Regions from separate parts of the Gossypium hirsutum genome. Here region 1 is linked to region 2. The links are chromatin contacts, called in public Hi-C maps. All regions are on one chromosome and are shown on one strand. The core of a region is the stretch at or near the end of the contact, and the rest is flanking DNA. Distances in the headings are between cores, read along the strand shown.

Evidence for each region. A called contact is a pair of places that touch in the nucleus more often than the background predicts.
Region 1: a Hi-C map of leaf shows a contact between it and region 2, with 3 times the contacts expected there. The contact joins the promoter of LOC107888813 here to the promoter of LOC107938840 in region 2. A contact is called at or near these places in 2 of 34 Hi-C or Micro-C datasets (both in leaf).

What each region holds. Positions count from the first base shown.
Region 1 is chrA01:54,668,293-54,671,150 of Gossypium_hirsutum_v2.1, reverse strand. It overlaps LOC107888813 (60S ribosomal protein L6-1), which reads right to left and starts at 1,604. Exons shown (of 5, transcript XM_041111749.1): 1 at 1,277-1,604; 2 at 1,070-1,176; 3 at 201-382; 4 at 1-111. The coding sequence starts at 1,533. It overlaps TRNAK-UUU (transfer RNA lysine (anticodon UUU)), which reads right to left and starts at 1,873; the gene lies at 1,801-1,873.
Region 2 is chrA01:54,403,450-54,406,431 of Gossypium_hirsutum_v2.1, reverse strand. It overlaps LOC107938840 (squamosa promoter-binding-like protein 9), which reads right to left and starts at 1,676. Exons shown (of 3, transcript NM_001327421.1): 1 at 1,258-1,676; 2 at 488-627; 3 at 1-362. The coding sequence starts at 1,637.

The DNA of each region.
Region 1 (2,858 bases), core at 355-2,854, 260 kb before region 2:
TCTTGCGGCAAGGTAGGCCTTCAAGTCTGGGACTCCCTCGATGGACTTTATTAAAGAGGCATCGACAGATTTCTGATCTTCCTTCTTGTCTTCTGGCAGTTCCGTCTTATCCTATACCATTTCGATAAAATTAAAGGAACTCAAATCAGATTTGCTTAATTATGACAAGCTTATATAATAGTAAATGCAATATAACTAACCTCTTTTTCAGCTTCAAAAAACTCCCCTTCGCTCTTCTTCGTTTTCTTGTCTACTTCCTTGGCAAAGTACTTGTCATCAAACTTCTCTACGTTAACTCCGGAGATGTCAACCTTACTGGAAGTCGCAATGACATAGGATTGGTTCACACGCCTTAAAGGAACGCCATTAATCTTGAACGGTCCTACAATGAAAACAAGTTCCCCACATATGAGCAAAGCATGAAATTCAAACAACCAACAAGTAATGATAACCGAGCCTCCTCCTTAAGCCAGGAGAGGCAATCATAGATACCAAAACAGTTAGCATACAAGTAAATCTCAGGTTATGATTTCACGATCGCAGCACTTAAACACCAGACCATTGAATGTTAAACAGGATATATTATGATAGAATCTAACATATAAGTAGAAGTAGAACCAAAGCCAAAATACAGCAATAGAAAAAACATCAGTTCAAGCATTCAGAGTCCATACTACAGATATTGACATTATTAAAAAAAAAATAGTAGAGTTAAGCATGATTTGAAACTTTCTCAAACACAAGGGTGTACATTTTTACCGAGTCTGTGGTACTCTTCAACCGGGTCTCAACTCTCTTATTTTAAGAAGAATAGAGATTATTTTGAGGACAATTTGTCTTTTTCATACAGATTCTAGAAACATATTTGCAGATAAAGAAATTTGAAGCCAAAACAGGATAATTTTTAATAATTCAACTTTGGCATACTTGGGTTGTTATATCATTTTATGAAATTTGTTAAAATAAAATTTTCAGATATGGGTCTAGTATCTATAATATCATTCCATAAAACAAATTCCAAATAAACATTCAGCAAATGAAACAAAAGTTAGAGGATAAAAATGGTTACCAGTAACCAAAAGAAGCCCAGAAGGAAGTTGCTTTAAGAAAACAACTCTCTTCCCCATAAATCTACCAGCCAACAAAATCAGCACCGTCCCAGGCGTAATGCTTGCTCTAAACAAATTAAACCCCCCAAAAAAATGATCCAACATTAAGAAAGTAGCAACTTCTAAAATATCTACAAAACAAATAAATAATGATTAGAGAGAAGAACCTGAGCTTGGTGGGTTTAGGCTTGCGCTTGTTGAGAAGGGGCTTCTTGACATGATCAGCAGGGTAAAACTTGGGGGGTTTCTCGGCGGAGGCGGGGACCTTAGGTTTGGGGTCATGGCGGGGAAAAAAGCCGCCGTTTTTGGCCTTGATGGCCCAAAGGCCACGCTTGTGGTACATCTTAGACCTGGAATACTTGCCGACGCCACGAATGAGATCTGGGTTTCGGGACTTGACGGGGGTCTTCCTTTTGGCCGCCATATTCTTCTCTAAACCCTTACGCTCTGATGCTGATGTTCAGTGAGGCGTCTAAACGATGCATTCATTGACTCCAAGTGATTAGGGTTTTTTATGGTGAATTCAGTTTCCAACTGACTTTCGGGTTTGGGCTTGATTGCATGATCCAATCCAAAATAATGGCCCAATTTTGTTGGACGTAAAGACATTCTTTTCCCGTTTTCGAGAACAAAAGTAATGAAAGCCCAAATAACCAGCCGAAAATGAGCAGTGGAATAACAAAAAAATAGACGCCGTCTGTGGGAATCGAACCCACGACCACATGGTTAAAAGCCATGATATCTCCCGACTGAGCAAAAACGGCGGGGCCGGTTACTTTCCGATAATTAATATTTGATTTTTAAAATGGATTAATTAACTTTACCCGATAATAGTTAGAATAATTTTCAAGTTTGTACATTTTCTTATTCAAAAATACATATGTTTTGATTTCGTGTAATTACATGTTTAACTTTGATTTTTATCAACTATTGTATACTCGTATGCTACTAGCTTCATTCCTAACCATTCCAATCACCTCGTAATGCTCAATTAGTATAAAGATATCCTTATATAAGGTTCAATCTCATTAAAACTCTTTTTTTTTTTAAATAATTTTAGTTTATAAGTGTAATTTTAAATTTTAGATCAATTTATCCTTTATTTTTTATTGTTTTAATCACTTTAATCTTTTTTTTCGAAAAAAACAAGTCTAATTAAAAAATAAAAATTCCTTTTTTTTTCTTAACAATGGAATAGTAGACGTTATATTATATTTATTGTGATGATTTATTTATTAGTATATTAATTATTTTAATATGATTGATGATACAATCATTTTTTTTATGAATTATTATAATTAATAATTATATATTTACTTTAACATCATATGGTTACTCATTAATATATAAATTGTAATACAAAATAAGAATTACAATGATTCGTAATTTTATGAGAATTGAGACTAAAAAATATTAAAAACTAAATTTGTTAAAAAAAAAAACAAATTCTATAACAAGGTCTATTTAGTAATATGTATTTTTAGATAATCTTACAATTTGTCAAACAAACACTTGAATCCTATACTTCAACTAAATTATCCAAATAAGGTAATGTAACATATTTGACATTCTGCTCTATAAATTTTGTATTATAATCCTATTACAAAACTAATTTTACTTTCCTTGAACCAGACTCCTCTCATTATTTAAAGTACAAAAATAATATTTAGCCAAAGATGAAAATGAATTAATCTTTTTGCTTAATGTCACTAGTAAGTGAAAATGAATTAAAATTTCATATATATAATT
Region 2 (2,982 bases), core at 427-2,926:
TGAACAAAGCTCGGAGTTGATCATGTCATTTAACCCAAGAGTCAATCCCTGATTTCTGAAGCCCCATGGTTGATTTGATAGAAGAGAGAGAGCACAGTTTGAGTCAACAACTCCCGTGAAGCATTCTCCCGGAGGAATCCGGCCACTAGGAACACCAGTTCCCCCTGGTAATTCCTGCCTGTAAAGGTTAGGTGGAGGATTCTCTGAGTTGTTTTGACATGGATGTGGAAGCAACCATCCTGTTCCAGTGTATTGATTTCCCGGTACATGTTCCGATGATCTTGATGTTAGCCACACATCCCTTCTGGAAAGCCTTGGATAGGCTGTGAAATCCATGATAAAGCTTCCACCTCTGCTGCTTTCTGCATCATAAGCATCAAATGGGGACACCATAATTCTCACACACAAAGCAGGAGCTGCAAGTCATTCCCTTGCAATTTACCATACAAAGAAGAGTTTCAAAAACAACATGTGACAACAATCTAACCGATAATAGACGAAGAAAGCCGGATATAACGAGAGGATAATAATGATCCCGGTGGTGGTTTCCTCCGTCGCTCATTGTGACCTGCTAACCGTCTACGGCAACTCCGTTTCCTTTGGTCAAATTCAGGAAGCTGATGAAATCTGGATAGATGCTACCACAAAGGAAAATCAAACCCAACAAGAACGAGAAACAGTCGAGCATGTAACCAAGGATAATTCCTCTTTTTGCTAACAAGTATGTAAGGAACACCTTTTTCCAGCATAATGAAGCAGACAATTAAACAGTTTCGAAGTAATTAATTTTAACTGTCAATGTAGGTTGCTATTTCTAAAATCGGTCATCGATTTTATACAATGCCTAAACTACTAATAATCTGACGACATATTAGCACACAATAATCCCACAAATTCTAATCTATGCTCTTCATTACCACAAAAGGAAGTGATCAGTGTCAAAATGGAACCAAGTTCCAACTAAATAGCCTCCCAAATATGTCCCTAAATAACAGACCATACAACATTGTGGCAAAATCTAAACAGGTTGCCAAAAGCCAAATAAGTAACCAAATATTACACTAATATAATCTCCATCATGCAAATCCAAACACAAAGGACCAAAAACATCAAGCACAAAGTACTAAGAACCCACAATCTGACCCTTTTCATAACAATTAACAAAATAATCATTACAAGCTCTTCAATGAACTACTACTACAAAGGAAAGGGTGAAAATTGGAAGAAAAAGAAAGGAGCAAAATGGAGGAGGCAGACCTGCTACATTGCTGGCAAAATCTTTGCTCAAGACCAGCAACAATGACTTTAGCTGCCTTAGAGTGCATACCACAAACCTTATGCCTTGAATAGTAAGCTTTTGCATCAGTCAGATCCACTTTACACCCTTCTACTTGACATCTTGGAGGCTGACCACCTTGCACCACTCCACCCCTGGCCTTCTTACCCGACCCGGATGAGCTTGAAGACCCGATACCTGACTTGAGTGGAGTCCCCATGGTCGTACCACCACCGGTGCCAGCAGCTGATGTATCCTCAAAATAGATTTTTTGACCAAATTTCAAGCCGTTGAGTGACTCAGTGGAGGAGTTGGAGGAAGAACCACCTGAGTCTGTCAAAGAGCCCGAACCCATTTCCATGAGCTCTGCCTGCCTACAGCCCGTTCATGGGGTCTTTTTTCTTTATTTTTCGTGGGTCATGAATAATAATGATAAACAAAAACTCTTTTTTCTTATCTCAATATACAACACCCAATCAAAATAAACCAAAATGTTAGTAAATGGATTTAATTTTCAATAATCTGAATAGAACTTGAAGCTAAAAGTTAGGCACCTGACACTGAAACTGACCCCATGCCAGCAAGGAGAGTCTACTCTATTCTCAGTCTCTCGGTCACTTAAAAAAGTGAAATAAAATAATAATTTAAAAAGAAAATGGAATTTGACAGTGGCCTTTACTCTTTTCGAAAGAGGCATTATTTTGTAGAAATGACTGTATATATATTTGAATAAATTAGCAATAAATTCTATAATTACTACGTTATCATTTGTAGCCCTCCCAAATCTTTTACTTATATAGTAAAGATAATGAAAAACAAAAAAAATATCCATTAACCTTTTACTTAAAAGTAAGTTTTAAAATACTTTAATAATGGGATATTATAGGAGTATTATGTGAGAGAATGATGTGACGGCCAAAAATTGACACTTAATTGTATTAGTTTAGTACAATCAAAAGATGTGAAGAGACACTGTTTAAAAAATCCTGCAACAGATTTTGTGCAGTGAAGCACTGACAATGGCAAACTGTAATTTCCAATGTCTCTCCCTAAATTTGTTTTTATTTTATTTTCATCCTTTCCAGATTTGGGAGAGGTGAAGCTTCACTGTTTACTTATTGCTTGATGAAATTTGGGGAAGCTGAATAAAAAAAGTTGTAATTTTTTTTCTGGAATTTAATTTCTTGTTTCCTTTAAATATATATATACTTAATAAAAAATTAATTTATAATTTACTTAGAACATTTGATATTATTTTGGAAAGTGAATTCGATAAAAATACGTGCTGTTTTTGTTAAGTAATGATTTTTTATTGCGTTTTATAAATTTATTAAAAAATAAATATTAATCAAGAATTTTAAAATTATTTTATATGAGTGAAAATCGAATTCACAACTGTAGGAGAGAAATTTTTACTATTTCTTAACCCTAAAATTTCGATGTCCAGAAAAGTACAACAAAGCTTGAAGGGACAGAAAGACAACTAGTAATTAAACTATTTTTTTTAATGTCTTATAGTTGAGAGTGACCTTTTTTTATTTTAATTGTTAAAGAGAATTTCTATTTAGGGTCTAAAGGCAAAAGACATGGTAATTGTAAGTATTGGATCTAAACGTTTAATCATTTTTCTATTGTAAAATCTTTAGAATATATGAAAGGGAAGTAAAAGAATGGTTCCTATTTTTTATTGCTTATTTATTTTGATG